2 separate regions of the Mus musculus genome follow, and region 2 is linked to region 1. The links are chromatin contacts, called in public promoter capture Hi-C maps. All regions are on one chromosome and are shown on one strand. Each heading gives the region's core, a stretch centred on a gene start, on an enhancer-like site or on the middle of the called end of the contact. The rest is flanking DNA. Distances are from core to core; before and after follow the strand shown.

Evidence for each region. Promoter capture Hi-C pulls out the DNA fragments that hold promoters and counts their contacts.
Region 2: a contact with region 1 is called in a promoter capture Hi-C map of pre-B cells, with 2.5 times the contacts expected there. The contact joins the promoter of 1700108I11Rik here to the promoter of Lck in region 1. A contact is called at or near these places in 1 of 39 promoter capture datasets (pre-B cells) and 1 of 115 datasets of contacts at active chromatin or transcription factors (effector CD8 T cells).

What each region holds. Positions count from the first base shown.
Region 1 is chr4:129,571,848-129,575,392 of GRCm38.p6, reverse strand. It overlaps Lck (lymphocyte protein tyrosine kinase), which reads left to right and starts at 1,752. Exons shown (of 13, transcript NM_001162433.1): 1 at 1,752-1,878.
Region 2 is chr4:129,851,494-129,854,996 of GRCm38.p6, reverse strand. 1700108I11Rik (a long non-coding RNA gene) reads left to right here and starts at 1,766. Exons shown (of 2, transcript XR_868199.3): 1 at 1,766-1,866; 2 at 2,297-2,494.

The DNA of each region.
Region 1 (3,545 bases), core at 503-3,002:
ACTCAGCGTAGCTCAAGAGGTGACACATTTACACTTTCTTTCCAGTGAGGTCAGGACCCATTCTTGGCCCTGATAGGGGCCATTTGGGGTTCCTCACATCACTGGTGGCCTGGCCCTCTGCCTGTGAGGGACACAATCCTCATTTTTGCCTGCTGGCAGCTTGTTGTGGAGTTCTTAAACTCCTGCTGATGTCAGAATGTCTCTGCCCGCCACAGATACCTGTGCAGTATGCTTGCTCGGTCCTCTACCGGAGGCAACTCGTGGTTATGGCTATGCGCTCCATTAGGGGTGTGGCCTTGCCTCTACTTGAATTACCATTCTGCTGTGCTGTCCTGTCCCCTGCCTGTTATTCTATCTATCTATCTATCTATCTATCTATCTATCTATCTATCTATCTATCTATTATCTATCTACTATCTATCTATATCTACTATCTATCTATCTATCGATCTATCTATCTATCTATCTATCTATCTTCTATCTGTCTCTATCATCTATGTATCTATCTATGTATCTCTGTATGTATCTATGTTTGTATGTATCTATCTACCTATGTATCTATGTATCTATCTATGTATCTATGTATCTATCTCTATCATCTATGTATCTATGTATCTCTGTATGCATATATGTGTGTATGTATGTATGTGTGTATGTATGTATGTGTGTATGTGTGTATGTATGTATGTATGTGTGTATCTACCTATCTATCCATCTACCTATCATCTATCTATCTATCTATCTATCTATCTATCTATCTATCTATCTATCTATCTATCGAAACAGGGTCTCTTTATGTAGCTCTGGCTGTCCTGGAACTTACTGCATAAGTTAGTCTGGCCTGAAACTTGCAGAGATCTGCCAGCCTCTGCCTCCGGAATGCTGGGATTAAAGCCTTATGCCACCATGCCCCAGCCTGTCACTAGGGCCTTAAGACATGAGGTTTTCTTGTCTTCCTCCTGAAACAGACTGTCAACAGTCGATCCTTAGGCACAGGATGACATGGATACGGCTCTGCCAGTGAATGTGGCTGCTGTTTTTACTATAGTACATATAACCTTGTCACCAACTATCTAACAGAGATAGATGCTGTCCAGGTTCAACTCTGAACAAGAGATGCCTTTGGCTGTCCGGCTAAATTAAAGGCCACCCAGTTCTTACATAGCACGGCTGGAGTTGAGTGCAGCGCCATTTCCTTCCCTGTGAGCTAAACTGTAGCTGCTGTGTTCTGCTCACGGGGGCAAAGGCTCTCTTCTCTTACCCAGGAGTATCTTGGAGGGTAGGAGGAGTGCTCCATCAAACAGCCTTCCCCACCATGTTTAGTGACCTTCAAGGGGAGGAAGAGGCAAGTGAATCTCTGTGAGTTCAAGGCAACATAGCAAATTCCATAACAGTCAGGGCAACACGGTGAGTCCCTGCGTTAAAAAAAAATCCTCTCATTGGTTGATGACGACGACGACGATGATGATGATGATTGGACTTGAGGGGTCTAGGCTGGTCTGGAACTCTGTATGTAGCCATTCCTGTCTTCACCTCCAGAACGCTGGGAATATGGACCTATGCCATCACACACAGCCTTCCTCCCTAAGTGCCTCCCTCAGTATGAGTAGAAGCTGGCCTAGAGATGTATGGGACCCAAGAGGCTGAGGGGGTCTAGGTCTATGGCAGCAGGAAGCCTGAGGTGCTGGAGGCTTGTGGTTGGGTTGCTGGGGCTGGGTTGGCTGCAGAGCCCTCAGGAGACAGGAAGTCAGGGTGGAACGTGGGCGCGAGGAGACAGGTGGTGACTACGACGGCGAGGGGAGCTGACACCGGGTCCAGGCAGCCAAGCCAGGCTAGGAGCATCATGTGAATAGGCCAGAAGGCTCCCAGGCTGGGCAGGTAAGGGGTACTGGGAACAACAGTGTAGAAGGGGGCAATGGTGGGAACCAGACAGCAGAACACTGCGTCTGTGGAGGCCTAGGCTCCTTAGGTGTACAGAAACCTTTCAGAAATGCCTTCCTGGAGGTTGTCTGAGCTGGTGGCTCTTGCCTCTGCCATCTGCTGTCCATCATTTCCCACCTTAGGAGGAGCACACTCCTGGGAGAGCCAGCACATGATGTCAAGTGTTAAGAAGGCCACCAGCAGCCACCTGTCCAGTTCCTTGAGCTCAGAGGATGAGGTTTCTGAGGTCCAAAGGTGGCTGTGACCCTGTCTTAACCCATACCTCCTCACGATGGTCCGCGGCAAAGCAGGACCTTGCGTGGGGGTGTAGGCTTGACCTGGGCTCCTTCTATGCCTGTGGCACACAGGGTGATGAGATGGACCGTCCTGAGGGCAGGGCCCCAGGAATCAGTCCCCAGGTCCCTAAGGCAGACCCAAGTGGCAGAAACAGATGAAAGAGTAACCCATGGGATCCAGGTGGACATATGAGAATCGACGGCAGCCTTAGCAACCAGCATCCTGAAACACAGAGGAGTCAGTAAGGAAGCAGATAGATATGTGTAGGGCGTTTATCCAGAATGGATGTGTGTTCCCCGGGGAAGTTGGTAGTGAACGAGATGGGAGAAGGGAAGAGGAAAGACTATTTTTATCCTGAACTGGGTATAGCTGGAGCAGGGCAAGAACTTCTGAACTTCCCTCTGGAAAGTCACCGCTCCTGTCCTGCCAAGTGTCAGGACAGGATGTTCTTGCCTTTGCCCTTGTCCCCATCCTGTCTTAACTCAGCTGTATTTGTGTGTTCATGTCGGCCTTCATGATTCTTCCTTCAGACCCTAAAGGATAGAGGCCCAGAATCTTGTCACCAGCCACCACCCATTCGTTCAGTCAAACTCTAAACTCTGGAGGACGGTCTCTTCCTCCACTGACTGTCCAGGTTTCCCTTGCCTCACCGTAGATGTTTATGTCACAGATTTTCCATCTTGTCAGCATATGCTGGCCTCTTCCAAGACCTTGCCTCCTTACAGGGGCAGGAAACACACTGGCTCTTCCGGTGTTTCATCTGTCCTTGAACTGCAGTCCTCTAGGCTGGCCCTGTGCTGACTGGGAGAGGAATCCAACAGGGTTGCTTGTTCTTGGAGCTCAGGATGGTGGCTCTTCTCAAAAGAGCCCAGAGGACAAAGTCAGAGAATGGGTTGAGATCAGACGAGGGAGAAGTTTCCTTCAAGGGAATCTAGAAGCTTCCTGAACAAGGCTCATTCTGGAAGGTGCTTAGGACAGAAAACTAAGGTCCCCACCCCCTGTGCTGCTCTCCGGGACCACAGAGGCAGAGACCTCAGAATAAAGTCAAAGGTGCAAGAGCCCAGGTGTGGTATAGTGTAAACACACACACACACACACACACACACACACACACACACACACACTTTTCAGCATCAGAGAAAGGCCCAGGAAGAATTCACTGTCTGAGTGAGTGGTTTGTCCGCCCCATATTTCAGTCTGTTTATAAAGACACAATAACAAAGCTCTTGCTTCCAAAATGCCTGGCAAAATCAAAGGGATAATAATGATAATGTGCCCTGGATAGTATTGACACACAGTAGGTGCTTAAGGGAAGCTAGGTACTTCCT
Region 2 (3,503 bases), core at 517-3,016, 280 kb before region 1:
GCACTCAGGAGGCGGTGGCAGGAAGATCAGGGATTCAAGGTCATCCTCAACTATTCTTAGCCAGTTCAAAGCCAGCCTGGGCTAGATGTAAGACCTTGTCTCAAAGACGAAACAAGATATTGCTGGTGCTGAGACATTGATCTCTTGAACAAAGCACATGGCTAAGGCTGTCCCTGTGAGAGTACACTGCCCATTTACTGAGATCCCTGCCTTAGCATCACCAACCTACCTTCCCAACCTCACTAAATTTGCTTGCCTTCCTTACCATATTCAGGATCTGCACTGCTGTGCCAACCCACACCAAGCAGTTTTTCAAGTTTACACAAACTCCTTGGGAAATACTGGTACCATCTTCATATATCTCAGCATATAGCGGGTTCCTTCATCTTCCTCGGTCTCATGGCCATTCCGTCTGACTGTATTAATCACTAATTCCTATGCTCTTCCTCACGTTCTCTTATTGCACTGATGTTTAACTGAAAAGAAATGTTCTTCTCCTACCCCTTAATAATTTCTTGCCAGTTTGTCATGTTCCCTCCCCTGGTATCCTCAGTGGCTAGGATAGTGGGTAAACACGTAGCAGGCACACCGCACTCACTCACAGGAGGTTGTCACAGCACTCAACAAGCTGTGTTTAATCCCTTGGGGTTTTGATACATGGACTCCCTATGTAGCCTAGGTCCTCCTGCCTCAGCCATCCAAATGCTAGCTACAAGTGTGTGCCACCATGAGCCCCACAGCTGGGTGTGGAGAGACAGGACCACTGGGAGTCCTAGGCCAACCTAGGTTTTTGTTTTCTTTTGGTTACGTAACTAGAAAAAAAAAAAAAGGAAAACTTAAGAGCTGCCAAGATGGGCTGGTGAGATGACTCAGCGGGTAAGAGCACTCTTCTGAAGGTCCTGAGTTCGAATGCTAGCAACCACCCATAAAGAGATCTGATGCCCTCTTCTGGTGCATCTGAAGTCAACTACAGTGTAACTTATGTATAATAAAAATAAAAAATAAAAAGCTGGCAAGATGGTTCAGCAGATAGAGTGGCTTGGCATCAGCCTACAATCCAACCTCACTTCCTGGGACTCAAAAGTGGAGGAACCAATTCCTGCAAGCTGTTCTCTAACCTCCACACAAATGCTGTGGGGTACCCACAAACACATACACAAATTAAATGTAATTTTAAAAATTAAGGTTTAAAGCCAGATGTGATGGCACACACCATTAATCCTAACATTCGGGAGGCAGAAACAGGTGGATCTCTGTGAGTTCAAGGCTAGCCTTGCCTACAAAGTAGAGCAAGCTACAGAGGGAGACCACATTGGGGGGGGGGGGGCAAAGTGTGCTGGCACACACCTGTAATCCCAATATTATCACCAGGGCAGATGTTCCCAGGCCGTAGTGCCTTAGATCCACATGGAGATAAGACCCAGGTGTTGCGGCACCTGTTCCTTCTTGGCTGTGGGGAATCTTTCCTTGCCTTCTGTGGGTCCCCCATACTACCTACAGTGCTAGCTTGGGGGCCCGCCCTTCATCCATCTGCGAAGCCAGCAACATTAAACCCAGGAAAGGCTCTCTGAAGAACTTCCATCAGTCTGCCAGTTCACCTAGGAAATGCCTATTTCAGCACTGCTATTCACATGAAGCCCACTCATCATGTCAGGCCCAGGAACTTTAGCTGCACGCATCTGAGGAACCATTATTAAGTCACAATGCTTGTTTGTTTCTGTGTTGAGGCCCTGGCTGTTGTAAACCAGGCTGTTCTCAAACTCGAAGAGATCTGCTGCCTGCCTGTGTCTTCTGGGTGCTGGGATGAAAGGCATGCAGCACAACTGCCCAGCTCAATGAAGACTTCAGTGGCATCAATCCCACCAGGTAGACAAATCCAACACTAGGAGAACCCACCACTAAACTAAGTGCAACAGAACTTCTGGTGGTCTTTATAGGAGTAATCCCAATGAAATAAAAATTCTCACTGGGAGACAGAGAGGGCAGTGCATGCCTGAAATCCAGCACTTAAAAGGGGCCGGAGGATAAAAATCCCAAATAAGACGTCTGGTCTACATAAGAAGTTATAGACCAGCCTATAGAGACCCTGTTTCAAAAATAAAAAACCCAAACCACAAAACAATCTATGCTGGAACAGACTCAAAGGAGAATGTAAGTTTAGTTTTACTGTAAATTAAAGAGAAATTTAACTGTAGTGTTCAATTCCCAGTACAGGGTGTGTTTCTGTGTCAGAACAAGGTAGATGTGAAATCAAAACGATTTGTCTTTTGTATGTGTACACACTTGTGTGTTACAGCACAGGCTCCAAGGATCAAACTCAGGCATGGTGGCCATCTTGCCAACTCCTCAAACCAAATAAAGACAGGTTCTCTCTACAAAGCCATGGCTACCTTGGAACTCACTTCACAGACCAGGGTGGTCTTAAACTCAAGTGATCTTCCGACCTCTGCTATCCAAATAATGCCAAGATTAAAGGTTTATACCACCAACTCCAGCTTTTTTTTTTTAAAGATTTATTATATGTAAGTACACTGTAGCTGTCTTCAGACACTCCAAAAGAGGGCATCAGATTTCGTTACGGATAGTTGTGAGCCACCACGTGGTTGCTGAGATTTGAACTCTGGACCTTCGAAAGAGCAGTCGGCGCTCTTAACCACTGAGCCATCTTGCCAGCCTCAGCTCTGACTCTTATCATGCAATAAATAGTATGTTTATAAGTTGGTGGGAATTATGTAGAAAAGTTAATGAAAAGGGTATCAGAAAAAGGCACTTAAATTTGAACCTTTAATCAAATAAGGGATGAGATTTAAGAAGATGGAAATGCTTGCCTTAAAATTAAAAAAATAAAAGGGAGGTGGCTGGAGAGTTGGTTGGCGGTGTGAGTGCTTTTGCAGGTTCTGCAGAGGGCCCACGTTTCTTCAGCAGTAGTTCCAGGGGATCCAATTCTGTCTCTTGGTTTCCATGGATACCTGCACACATGTGGCACACACACATCAAATTTTTCTTTTCTAAATCTTAGAAATACTATAGAATGGGACCCTTTACACTGGGTATGTTGGTAGTAGTAACTAAGACAGTGGCATTGCGTGCCCACCAGAGATGGCTGGGTAAGGTGTAACCTGGCAAGCTTCTTTCAAAGCTTTGGTGTGAGCGCTGGGACACACTGGCCAGGGCACACTGTGACAGTGAGAGGACAGCTTTCAGCTGTCATTGTTGAGACCATCCAGCACTATCACAAGCTGGCTCTGCTCGCTCTCTCTCCTCAGGAGTGCTGGGATGACAACTATCCGTAGCATCCAGCTCTCTCTCTCAAGCACGGGCTCCAGGGATGAGCTCAGCCTTTTTACCCGCTGAGCTGTTTTCCAGGTTCCTTGTTTCTGGGTTTAAAAACCAATTAGAACTAAAGTAAGGAAGGCATTAAAGAAGTAAGAACCCCCAAAGAAAAAGAGCTAAATGAGGCAGATGTGGCAAGTTGGAAAGAGCACTAAGGTTGACACAAGGCC